Regions from separate parts of the Anas platyrhynchos genome. Here region 2 is linked to region 1. The links are chromatin contacts, called in public Hi-C maps. All regions are on one chromosome and are shown on one strand. The core of a region is the stretch at or near the end of the contact, and the rest is flanking DNA. Distances in the headings are between cores, read along the strand shown. Region 1 overlaps LOC140002364. Region 2 overlaps EIF2AK3 (eukaryotic translation initiation factor 2 alpha kinase 3).

Region 1 (6,391 bases), core at 1,621-4,120:
TCCCAGCGCCTTCTGGCTGCTGCTCGCGCCCCCGGAGCAGCAGGTAATCCCCGCTCGGCTGGCGCCAGCTCTGGCGAGCAGCTGACCGGCCGGATCCAGCCACCCGAGGGGCTGTCTGCCTGCTGCTTTGCCAGCTCAGTTCCCCCTGCCCCTGGGCTGAGCTGGCTGGCCGTGAGGGTTGCAGGCTCCCGAGGAAGCAGGGTTGGGTTAGCGGGGTACCAGGGCATCAGCACAGCAAAGTCTTTAGGGGTTTTGTCTTTTCTCTCCTTTGGGAAGGAGGGAGGTGCAGTAAACCCCGCGATGCAGGTGGTGAGCAAAAGGATTTGGTGAGGCAAAAGGACTTCATGATGAGCAGGGTTCAGGTTCTGCTCCAGGTATACCTATCTGGCAGCAAACACAGCAAAGGGACTGATGATAGCCAGACCTTGGCACCCCAGTTCATGGCTTGCTTGTGTGGCTTAAAATACTGATGGAAGTCAGTGCTAAGACATCAGAAAAACAAAATCAGTGGCCACCATCCCTGTGCAACCTTCCCAAAGCAGCAGAGATTTCCTCTGAGCTCCTAGGGCAGCACTGGTCGGTGATGCTCCAGCACCAAACAGGATCAAGGAAGTCCTCGCTGCTCCTTGAGCTCACCTCTCCCACCGTGGAATCTCTCTGGATCAGCCCAGTGGTGCAGTATTCCCTGCAAAGTCCTTCCCTTTCGTGCCCTGACCTTCTGCAAAGGGTCTCAGCTCCTTTTAGCACTCTGGAGCACAGTGGAGACAGCATGGCTCCTTCCACTCGCTTCACATCACCATAAATCTTTTCTCCCACTGGCTTCGTGAACCAGATCAATTCCAAATTGATGCAACACAGCAAAGCCCTGCTGAAGAGAATGAGTCTCCCCTGATTTATGCCAGCTGAGGCTCCAACTTGCCTCAGCTGTTTGTTTGCCTGCTCCCACCCAAGGGTAGGTTTGGGTAATTGATGCTGCTTCCATCTAATTCACTGTCTTCTCCCATCTCTCAGGGATGTTGCTGCACAGGCAGAAGCTGGATCCGACCTGGGGCACCTACCAGCACTTCATGCTGGAGACGGGCCGGGCAAAGCAAGAGGAGGCTCAGCAGAACAAGAACATGTTCCTGGGCTCCTCTGTTTTGGCGGAAGGTCAGTTGGGGCAGCTGCTCCTTGTGGGTGACTTGTGGCCTCCAGCCTGGCTTTGGGCTCTTTTAATTTCATGCAGGAAGAGGCTGAGGAAGGTGAAGGGAAGGTGAATAAAACGGGAAGCGCCTGCAGAGTCCCCATAACCATCCACCTGTTGGTGGGGAGAGGCAGGGCAAGGAAAAACAATTTTCTTCCAGAAAAGGCTGGGGCGCTGGAAATACCACCTCTCTCATCCCCCTTTCCATATGGGCCACACCAGAAATGTCTGGGGTCAGTAGCTCTTTGTGCATCCTCCCTGCTTCGCTGTGAGAGGTGGGCAGCGGATTTTCTGCAGGCAGATCTGCTGGGTCAGAAGGATGCATACCCCAGACAGGAGATGACACCTTTCAAATCAGCTCCTGCATGGATTTTGGGGGGTGAGAGCAGAGCAGATGTGCTGGTCCTCATTTGGGGGCCACCCTGCCTGCCTACATTCCCTTTGCCTGCAGCACCCTGGCAAGGAGCTGAACTGCCCCTTTTCCAAATTCCTGTGGTTTTTGCACTAATGGTGGCCTGGGAGTACAGGATTTCCACAAACCTGCTTTATTTGGGGTCACTCGCACATGTAGTTCCACACACACAACCACGGACACAAACACGAGTGAGGGAACGGAGTCTTGTGCGACTGCCCAGAGTTCAGCCTAAAATCAGTGCCCGTGCATCCTCTTGTGGTAATGCAGCACAAGAGGGGCTGTGCCTTTATTTATTTACTCTGCAGAGGTTAAGCAGACCTCTTCCTTGGTTTACTCCTGATTAAATAAAGCAGGGGTGCCTTGCTCTGGCATGATAAAAGAAGAAAAGCTAGACGCTAGGAGAAAATACATAGCTACTGACCGGTCAGTGTCCAGAAGAAAGCAGGATATCACTTCTAGATCTGCCTTGCATGCTCTCCATCATGCTCAAGAGGCCATAGGAAATGAGGGCTCAATAATCTCATGGGCCCTTGGCTCTGCAGGGAGGCAATTCTTGTGTTTCTCCTTGGCTAACCCTTGTTCCTCATCAGTCCTGGGAGCCCCAGTGGGAGCACCAAGAGCATGAAGTGACGATGAAGCCAAGGAGGAGGGGAAACAGGCTGCAGGGTACAGGAGATAGAGACCCCAAAACGTTTCAATGATTCGGATTCTCTTTCACTAGAGTGCTTTGACCTTGACCGGAGAAGTACCTACACCACAGACTTCCAGCGTTGGCCTGCAGCCCACGATGGATGTTGCAAAGCAAATAAGAATATTTCGCACATTTTCCCTGAAGATGGGCACTTCCAGCAGTAAGGGACAGCTGAGCGGGGGCAGTGGGTGATCAGGGGGGACTGGGGGACAGGGTTAGAGTAGAGAAGGGAGGTTCTGGAGCCGGCTGGGGTTGGAAGGTGTTTCTCAAGTGCATTTCTCTGTGTCCACATTATGCAATGGGTTCAAATTAATTCCCTCAGGGCCAAAGCCTTCCCCAAGGCTCAGCTTTTTCTTGAAAGGTTTTGTAGGCACAAGCTGGGAAACTCCTCCAGGGCCAACCTCAGACACGTCCCCTTGGGAAGAAGGAGCCGAGACCCCTGTGGGACAGGGGCAGGGAGGCACAAATCAACATTTCAGCACCTGGGCTTCCCCTGGGAAAGGGCGCTCTCAAATCAGACAGGGCAGGAGCTGTTTGCGACGTGACTCATCCGCGCACTATGAACAAACAGGCAGAAACTGCTCCTGAGCTCTCATTTCTCACCAGAACGGCAATTCCTCCCCGCTGCCTCATCCCCCCGCCTCCCCCTAGCACACACATGTTTCAGCTTTGCGTTGAAGCCTCGATTTTGATCTACGATCCTGGTGTTAGGTGTGGGCTGGAGCCCGAGCTGGTGCAATGGTTGATCGAGGTGGGTGACTGGTCCCAGCAACAGCCGGTCCCGATGGACATAGGCTTTTCTTCTCCCCGTGCCATCAGCACATGATTTTGAGTGCTCCAAACGGTTTCAAGGCTGGGTGGCCAAGCAGAAAGGGAGAAAGGACCCTGTCTGGGTGCACAAGGTAAAGGATGGAGATTCACTTCTCACCCTTTCTCCATCTCTGCAGGAACCACTGGGTGTCCGAGTACAAGGACAACTACAGCATTTTCTTGCATAGGCTGAACCGGGCGGCTCAAGAGCCCACCACGGGGCTGAGCTCTGCCTTGAAGCCCCCCAGGCTGTCCTCCCAGACTGGAGTTGCACTGGACACGGCCCCGTGAGCCATGGTGAGTGCCAGGATTAGCATGTTTGCAGGGAAAGCTGTGAGTATTATGGGATTTCAGGGGCTGAGGCAGTGGGAAAAACCATCAACAGATGTGAAGCCTGAGACAAAATAGTAAGTGATTTATTGCTGGAATGTTCTTCTGAATAGCAGCATTTTCTCCTAAAAAGTGATTTTCCAACCAGTCTCCTTTATAGGATCTTGTTAGGGGATTGTTTTTTACACAAGGGTGGTCAGACACTGGAGATGATCAGACAGGGCCTCATCTAGCTGGCCCTGCTCTCAGCAGGCTGGACCAGGACACCTACATTATTTTGTGAGTTTCTGAATGATTTTAGGATGTGTTACCTATGTTATTTTGTGATTGCAGCTCCTTGGCTCTCTAAACTGTGTGATATTGCCCACCGGAGACCCTGGAAGCCTGGAAACCTCTCTTCCAAAACCCCCATTACTGAATACTTTTTAAGTGTTCAGCAGAATTTTTTTTTACACATATATTTTCACTGAAATCTCACAAGAAACCTGAGCTTTTATTGTTGTCAGAAAAAAAAAAAAAGGATTTTTTGGACGATGCAAGTTACAGAGCTAAAGCCACTCAGTTTCAATTCATATACTCTAAATAAAAATTTCCAGTAAACTTTGTCTTATAGCACGAAGTTATTTTAAAATCGCTGTGTTAATATGGTCTTAAAAGTCTTGCGTGTGTTATCCAGGGCAGCCAGCGTTGATTTTACTGTGTGTTTTGGGGGGTTTAAGGAGATTTCTAGGATTTCTGCACGGAGCAAGGCTGCTGCCAGCCTGAAGGTGGCATTGCAGAGCTGCGGATCCCATGGAGGCTGCAGGGAAGGGCTGGTGGCCCTGGACAGGACCGATCCTGTCCAACATCGTCACCTTGGTGCTCTGCCTTGGGGTCCTCTGAACTGGCACCAAAATTAGCCTGCAGTGGGTGGTGTAGAGACTTCCCTCCTCTGTTCCTAAAATGTGCTGCTTTTAATGAGACAGCCCTATGGTGCTCGGGGATAAGCAAGTTATTCCTAATGGATACTGCCAAAATATCCGAAGAGAGCAATAATGCCAGCCAAAAATCTCTCTTGCAGCAATATTAATCACACCTGAGCCAGGAGCTGATGGTGATGGACTATGCAGACACAGCAGCACTCTGCTCCCTGCCCCAAGGGGTTTATCAGCATAGGGAATCACCTCTCCTGGATACCTTACATCACCTTATCAGCATAAGGAATCACATTTTCCTTACACTCCACAGGTTTTTCACCCCATCACCACTCCCTGGTGACAAATTTTGCCATTAAGTTGCCACAGGACCCTAGGAAAGCCATGTGCATGGCTGCAAGAGGAGAAGCTTTGGGGATGTTCCTGACCCCATCAGTGCAGTGCTGGGGATCAAAGGGCTTTCCACTGCAGCTGTGTATGGTGGGTGGAATTTGGAGAGCAGAAGCAATGAAACTGCCTTCAACTTTAAAAGAGGGAGAAATAATATTTGCCTACATCAAGCTGCAGAGGAGACAGTTGTCCAGTTTTCCTGGGGAATGGGACCCCACAAATAGAGATGTTCTTAGTGAGCTGTGTGCTTTTGCACCGGTTAAAATGAATCCCACAATCTCACTGATTTGTTTCTCTTCTGAAAGAAATGTTGTCCTCCTGCCTCCCCAGGCTGGAGTCCTCAGACACGCTGACATTGCTTCACTGCAGTGCTGGTAGGCTGAGGGGCTGCGTTGCGACGAATGATTTATATAAGGTAATTTCAAGTCATCTTCATGAGGAACAAATATGCTGCTAATTGCTGATCAGCATGGGTGACCACGGTGGAAACAAATGGCCGAGACAGAAGCTATGCTTACGGTACAGCCATCCAAGCACTAACAGAGATGTTCCATCAGGCAGAGGGATGCTGGATTTGCTGTCGTTGGCCTTAATGGTGTGCTTGTCTGCAGCAAAGGTGAGACCCAGCGGGCACCAGCCTGCACCAGGGCACCCTGAAATGTCTTCTTCTGGGTCTTCTGGTGCATGGCACCTTCCCTCCGCAGGTTGTTCCTCCTCTCCTGGGAGCTGGGGATCTGAGGCAGGCCAAATCACTCCTTGGGAGAGAAATACAGAACTGCTGCTCTGGCCATGAAGGATCCTGCCTATTTGTCTACCCAGAACCACATTTATTTCCTTTCCTACCTTTGTTTCTTATCACCCTTTCCCAATATTGTCCCATCTGATGTTGGCAGCTGTTCCTCTTGATGATTTATTTATTTTTCTCCCACTCCCTGCTATGGAAACAGATGGCTCCGAGCCAGCTCCAGCACACAAGTGGGTAGGCAGCAGTCAGCGCAGTGCAAAGCGTGGCTCCAGAGAACCCTCGCACCACTCTGGGAGGTCACGGCTGTTTTGTGATGGTGACAATCAGGCTGCATGCAAATATATTCAAATCACAAAAGGGAACAGCCACAGGGACCACTTCCCTCTCTCTCTGGTGCCCCAGTGATGCTTCTGTGAGCCCTGCGGATGGAGCCACTTCATGTGAGTGACACAGGCTTAAAATGGAAGAGTGCTGGGGCTGAAAAGAGGTGAGCAGCTCTAGTGAATGCTGGAATTACCTCAGCACCGTCCATTTTCAATCCTTTTTTGCACAGCCGTGAATTAACTGCCTGGCCTCACAGCACTAGATGACACCAGCCGTGAGCTGTGTGGGATTCAAAAAGGGATGAGGTGTTTGTATGGGAAGTGTTCCCTCTTAGGACGCTTTGTTGATCCCATCACAGGCTGCACAACCCAGAGAGTGCAGTTTGCAGGTTTTCTCCCCAGTGCATGCCTAACTTCAGAGAAAAATAAGTTTCCACTAGGGCTGTGGTGATGCTTTTTGCGTGAGTGCCTTAGTGCCATCTCCTGGGTGGAAAGGGAAATTCTCCCTTTGGAGGTGCAACGTGTGCCCCAAACACCCTCTTAGGCCAGGCTGTGCAGGTAGTAGGTAGTGGGATGTGAGTGTGGCATTG
Region 2 (6,478 bases), core at 3,609-6,108, 39 kb after region 1:
GCATTCCCTAAGACCTACTATAGTGCAGAAACATGAGAAAAATTTCCTCTAATGACTGGCTATGGAAAGTGACAGTATGTACAGCTGTGGTCATTTTTTTTTTGCTTTAAAAATAGTGCAGATTCCCAGTTTACCCACCAGGGACAAAAATGGAGTCATTTTTTTTTTTCCTCCAAAATCATCTTCATTTCACTGAAGAGCAAGTGATTCAGATATACACTCACTAGGCTTAGAGACTGTAATTTGCTATATAAAAATACAGTATTTTAATTCTATTTACATGTTACAGATCTCTCACTTACCCAGCAAGCTGACATTTACAAGCTTCAAAAAAAACAAAATACACAAAACCCGCCCCAAAAGATAATGGAGTACAACATTGGTAAGCACAGTAGCTGGACCCATCCACCTAGGAGAGTTAAGGTAAGAAAAATGGAATGTGAGAAGTGTGGTTACTGGCTTTTGTTGGCTGTCAAAGTAAACAAAAATCTGTCCAACATGTCTTGAACATTAATCATGGCAAAAAAAGTTAAGTAAACGTTTCCAAGATAGACATTCTGCATCATAGGATCCTTTTGCTGAACAATCCCTTTAAAACCTGCTGAGTGGAAGAAGTGATCCTGAGGATAATTATTTGCTTGGTTGTCTCGAATGCTTATTTCCTGATAAACTCATTGTCCGTGACCTCTGCCTAAGCACTGGTTTTGCTGGGATTTCCAAGTCTTCAAATACAGGATTCTCTATGATTGCTGCAGCCTCTGGTCTTTCAGTGGGACTTGGAGAGAGCATGTCCTTCACCATGGTGTACTGGAAGAAAACATGAGATGTATGTGTTTAAATTCATAAATTCACCCTTATTTGATGTTCTGACTTCAGCTGTCTGTATGAACAACTAGAAAGTGTTCCCAGTTGCTTTCTAAGTAATTTGGGTATTAGTATGTTGGCACACTAATTAGAAACACATTAAATGTTTGAAAACATATCACTGTGCATTCCTTAAATTGCCTACACTATCAAGGACTACAGTCTATTTGGCAAATCAAATCTGACCCAAGATTCAATAGTTATACAGCCTTTACATTATTTGTAATCATAAGGATTTTAAAACAAATGAAATGTAACTCATGAGTGGTGTTCAGCTTTATGCTTAAGCCACCGCATTTAAAGCCATGCAAGTAATTTTTCATGGTGAGTTAGAAGTTTTCCTTTAAATACACAGGTAGTTTGAAAATCTGTCTTGAAGTCAGAATTACTTAACAAAGCATCTTGCAGAGTAGAAAACAAAATGTCCTGTTCTAGCTGAGCACAGCACATTGAATTCCTCCGGACAGCCTGCAGCTGTAAAGCAAAAAAGGCTTGTCTCATTTAGCTAGTGGTGTGAAGCTACCAAGAAAACACAAAAGCACTTCAGCTTTCCACTGGAGAGGTTTTGTACATCACCTCCTCTTTTTATCTGAAACCGTATCATTTCAAGGATTTGATTAATTTGGTTTTCTACTCAAGGATCCAGTTCCTGGAGCTAAATCCCATACAGCCATGATGCTACTGTGATATCTCCATTTTCTGCCTAGAACTCTGCACCTTCTCCTTGTGAATATGGATTTGTTGCAAGAACTCATGGCAAGATGTATGCAACAGGAGTAACATCAAGCAAGAAGAGAAAACAAGTAATATTGTATATTACTGGAGATAAACTTGTGACAGAAGCAACAGCATCCACACTACTATAATGTTCTATAATGCTAGAATTTTGGAAGACAGTGTAAGTTCACAGGCAGAGAAATGTGTCTTAAACAAAAGCTGGTGCTTTGGGTGTTTTTTCCCCTTCTATTTTTACTTGCAAAACAGTTGGAAAGCAAAGAAAAAAGCTACAATTACTAGCATGAGACATACTTACTTCTTGTGCATACTTCTGAATGAACAGCGGTGGAAAGTTCAAGTTTCTAACATCACTCAGGGTCTGCAAAAATGATAAGAAAAATGTTAATTTTCCAAAATATCATTCTTCAACATAGTTATTATTGTTGAAAAATATGCCACTTCTGAAAACAAATCAGCCTGATGGAGAAAAACTTTATCTTGCTTTAGTGGTTAAATCTCACTTAACCAGGCAAGTTGCTGCTTACAGCCTGAACCTGAAATCACATTACATAAATTGGCATGTTACAAGAATTGTGATCTCTGCAGCTGTAAATCATCCAAACACATTTGTACTTTCTGTTCTGGCTCAGTAAAGTACTCTGCAGCATCTGTAACCCCCAAGATCACCTACACCAGTATTAAGACCCACAAAGTGACTGGCTCTGCCTTAATAATGTAAGCACAGTGTTTCCTTAATATTTACGGACCAACATTTATCAGCAATTTTGAAAGAAGTTGCGTATTTCTGTGTCCTTGCAATGTAGCTAATCCCCGTCAGTCAGTCTTTCTTGTTTAGGCAGCACGTTGGCTCCATCTAGTGACAGGATTTTCTCCACACTGAGCCACAAAATATCTGCAGCCTGGCTGCCTCATGAATTGAAATTGTGATTTCCAGAAACCCATGACCTACTTCAGCATCTTGTTAGTGCAGAAGGGCAGTATTTAGCTCTTATTTTAATGAAGATCTCCTTTTGCACAATTTTGAGCATAAAATATATGAACTCTGACGTTAAATTAAATCCACTATTACTCACTGAAAGTACAAACTGATCAGTTAATAGTGATGGTCAACAGTCAAACTCCTGTTCAAGAGAAATGAGTTTTATGGCAAGCTATTTCAAAATGCTTCTTTCCTTTACCAAGTCACTCTGCATTTAGTGATCTGTTCTCAACATCTAATCTGGAAATAAACTGCACTGCCAGAGACTTAACTGCTGACAGTCTGAGACAGAGGCAGGTCTCGCATTCCTCCTCTGGGGGTTTTTCAGCCCTTTGTCCCAGACTGCAAGGATTTGCTGTGCTCCCTGGGCAGGCAGAGCATTCTTCGCTTCAGCTAACAGCAGTAAAACTTGGCTGATGCCGAGGAAAACTTTCAGTGTAACAACTTGGAAGCAACTATTAAAGAAGCTAATCTCTGGGACTGTAATCTCCAGGGCTGACAAGAAATGGCTGGAGGTTCTTTTTAATCAAAAATTGGAAATCGAGGCAAGTTAGGGCAATCTTCTTCACATGCATTTTAACAGCAAGGAAGTGAAACCTTCCAAATTCATATTTAATCCAATAAGTCATCTGTTATCGACTGCTTTAAGATGAGCAATGAGCTAGACTTACCGCAAAGACAGTATCAGAAAAGGAATAAATATTCAATGTCTTGGGTAAAAAAGCTCTGGAGATGCAAAAAGAAGTCATAAAAACACAGAGCATGACTCCAATTCTTGAACAAAAAATGAGCTGGTAGGTTTGAAGTTACAACCTTTGCCATCTGAGATCTTGAATATCCTAATTCAGTAGTTTCTCTTACTTGAGATAACAGAGGAGCTTTGTAAAAAAAGTGACAGCCTCAATCTCACTGCACAGATGAGGAAAACTGCAATTCATTTCCAGTGATTCAGGGGGTATGTATAAGGCTGATAAAGATATTGTGTTCCTAGTTCCAACACTGTCTCAAAGCTGTGAAGAACAGCTTGCAAGTGTTCCACAGAGCAAACAGCTCTTTTAAAGAAATGACCAAACTGAAGATAATCCGTGGTGCGGTACCATACGTACCTTGACTCTCTCCATCTGTGTGCTGAAAGGGTAAAGCAGCTCGAAGAGAATCAGTCCCAAAGAAAAGATATCCACCTTGTGCGAATAGGTGTTCCCACAGATCTGGAAATTCAGAATTAAGGTCAGGTCAGTCAATCTAATCACTGTATGGAATTACGTACAAGGTAATCAGCCCCTTTCAACACAGGGAAGTGACTAACTCAGCAGAGCTGAAGACAGGACAGGTACTGTAACAGCCTCTGGGCACATGAAACTATCAAATGAGTATGGCTGAGCAAGCTCCTGATCATCAGACCCATCTGCAAGCCAAAATGTTTCAACTTAAACATCATGTACAATAGTGCATCGTTAACTAACTTGAATATTACACAGTTATCTTCTTAATATGTTAAGAGCAACACAAATCAATCCATCAAGTAGAAATCAGCCACTTCTTTACTATTATGTATATTTTTACTATTATATATAAAAATTACATATATGTATGTCTTATTACATATGGCTTTATATATACGTATGTTAAAAGTACTAATTTTGAAATTCAGTTTAGCTCAAAGCTCTACTTTGATGAGAAATAATGTAAATATCTCAATAGCAACAACTTTCTAGAAGGACTGCCTGATCTTTGAACTCCCAAATTCAGGTGTCTCCCAGGTGGTGCTGGAAATAGCTTCAGAGTAGAGAGCACAAACCTGTTCTGGGCTCATGTAGAGTTTGGTCCCTACTTGTCCTGTGTGCCGGGCATAAGCTGGCATGGGGGTGAGTACCGACTCCTCCTCCTCATCTTGATCCATTGCAGTTACCAGTCCGAAATCCCCAACCTTTACTACGTCGTCCATTGTGAAAAATATATTGGAAGGCTGAGAAAACAAACGGGAGAAAAGAAAATAAGTTATAAACAAGAATGTTTTCTGCTAGGTACAACAAACACTTGGTAGGTATTCATATAATTCATGCTGTCAAGGCTAAAATGCCCCTTAAACATCACAGGAGCAGAACCAGCTAAGAATCTCAGCCATGCAGGAAAAGAGATTACCCCTGCATTAACCAGGCTCCCTTCTGGAAACCCAGGCTGCTCATTTCTTGTCTTCCAGTAGAGGGACTACAGATCTAATGAGTAAGATGCAGAAAAGTCAACAGCTGTGGGGAGCAGCACCGATAAGTTATCCAACTTTCCAAACACATGGCAAGTTCACATCATGTGCTAGAGTTCTGACTTATTTTTTTATTCCTATCTCCAAGTGCTGAACTCATTTTCAGTATTAAGATGATGTGTTACATGCTGGTTATCATCTTACAGATAGGCTGGAAGTCTGGGAACAAGGTGTGCTTTTCAGCTGGTACTGCTTAACTTAACTGCGCGAATAACCATTTGTGTAACAGAATTAATTCATTATTTGAAGCTTAAGTACTTCACAAGAGCAACAACAGCAACAATTTGCCTTGTTTTGCTTTTAACCTACTGATAAAAGAAATCAGAACTGGAAAAAAAAAACAACAAACAGGGGTGCCTCACTTGCTAATGGTACCCATCTCAGAGCGTCTCTTCCAGAGCTTTGCATTCTGGCTGATCATAGGATCATTGAATGGTTTGGGTTGGAAGGGACCTTAAAGCCCATCCAGTTCCAGCTCCCTGCCATGGGCAGGGACACCTCCCACCAGACCAGGCTGCCCAAAGCCCCATCCAGCCTGGCCTTGAGCACCTCCAGGGATGGGGCAGCCACAGCTCCTCTGAGCAGCCTGTTCAGTGCCTCACCGCCCCCAGAGTAAAATGATGACACAACACACACCAAATGAGCAATTACTTCTTTGAAAGCTGACTGCTCCACCTGGCTCACAGATAGAGACAGACACGATTCTGGGAAAATAACAGACTGCTCCTGCCAGGGGGAAGCAGCAGCACTTCAGGGTTATGGACAGGGAAAGCTACGTGTGGAAAAAGCAGCAGGTGGTGCTGGGCAGGCTCCTCTCACTGCTCCTGCACCTTCAAGGCTGGGAGAGCCTGCTCCAAGCTTTGTTGGCATAACTCCTGGAACAGGAGAAGGAAGGCAGACACAGGGCAATATTTCTCTGCCTGACTAGAGGACTACAAAGCTGACCTGTTTCAAAGTCCATCCGAATTCCTCAGTTAAAAACAAACCCACTCCGTGCAAGGAAGAAGACAGAAGAAAAGGCTTCTTGTTTCTCCAAGCCACTGAAACACCCAGAGAGCTTGGTGATAAGCAAGCAGTTAGATGCAACATGTTATTTCCACGGTACCCACATCCTGCCTCTAGAACTGCCATCTGAGCCAGGTCTTATCTCCTGCTGTGTTTTCCAGCGATCAGTGTCCTGTCCTTTGGAGTCACAGCTCCTTTAGTGCACAAAAGCTGCCGCCCTGTAAGCATAATCGTATGCTTCCCTGGCTGAAAACAGATCTCTGAATGGCCAGGCATATAGTTTCTACAAATTAAGGCGAATGGGCTGTTATTGGAAACTGCCAGCAAAAAGAGACCACATTCTGAAAGAGGACATTTAAGGGAAATACACACAATTTTGCATTCAGTGAGAAGAATACAGCCACTCTCTAGTTATCTTGCCACCTCTACAAAGAAATTTCTTTTCAGATTCTGCAGTCAGAGCAAGAACTCCCACCTTTTTTCACAAATGCGAATAAGCTACATCTGGAAGACTTTCATTCAATTAATGCTGCAAAACACGCCTAAGACTATTCTGTCAGTTCTGTGATACCCTATTTGACAGGACCCACTGTTGATTTTGAGCTGTTAAAGCATGGCCAAGAGCTTAATCT

What was found. Hi-C and Micro-C count contacts between places; a contact is called where the count stands out from the background.
Region 2: a Hi-C map of subcutaneous adipose tissue shows a contact between it and region 1, with 2.6 times the contacts expected there. The contact joins two enhancer-like sites. A contact is called at or near these places in 2 of 8 Hi-C or Micro-C datasets (skeletal muscle and subcutaneous adipose tissue).

Annotation. Positions count from the first base shown.
Region 1 is chr4:74,168,386-74,174,776 of IASCAAS_PekinDuck_T2T, forward strand. It overlaps LOC140002364, which reads left to right. Exons shown (of 7, transcript XM_072036790.1): 3 at 1-43; 4 at 1,012-1,149; 5 at 2,320-2,449; 6 at 3,237-3,396; 7 at 3,763-4,159. The coding sequence ends at 3,390. Among named protein-coding and RNA genes, the nearest start is that of FOXI3, 26 kb to the left of the region's middle. Within about 2 kb of position 2,871, at least 1 of the 8 cell types and tissues checked has an H3K27ac peak or open chromatin away from gene starts, as enhancers often do.
Region 2 is chr4:74,205,078-74,211,555 of IASCAAS_PekinDuck_T2T, forward strand. EIF2AK3 (eukaryotic translation initiation factor 2 alpha kinase 3) reads right to left here. Exons shown (of 17, transcript XM_027455765.3): 14 at 4,380-4,547; 15 at 3,688-3,789; 16 at 1,898-1,960; 17 at 225-807. The coding sequence ends at 631. Among named protein-coding and RNA genes, the nearest start is that of EIF2AK3, 37 kb to the right of the region's middle. Within about 2 kb of position 4,859, at least 3 of the 8 cell types and tissues checked have an H3K27ac peak or open chromatin away from gene starts, as enhancers often do.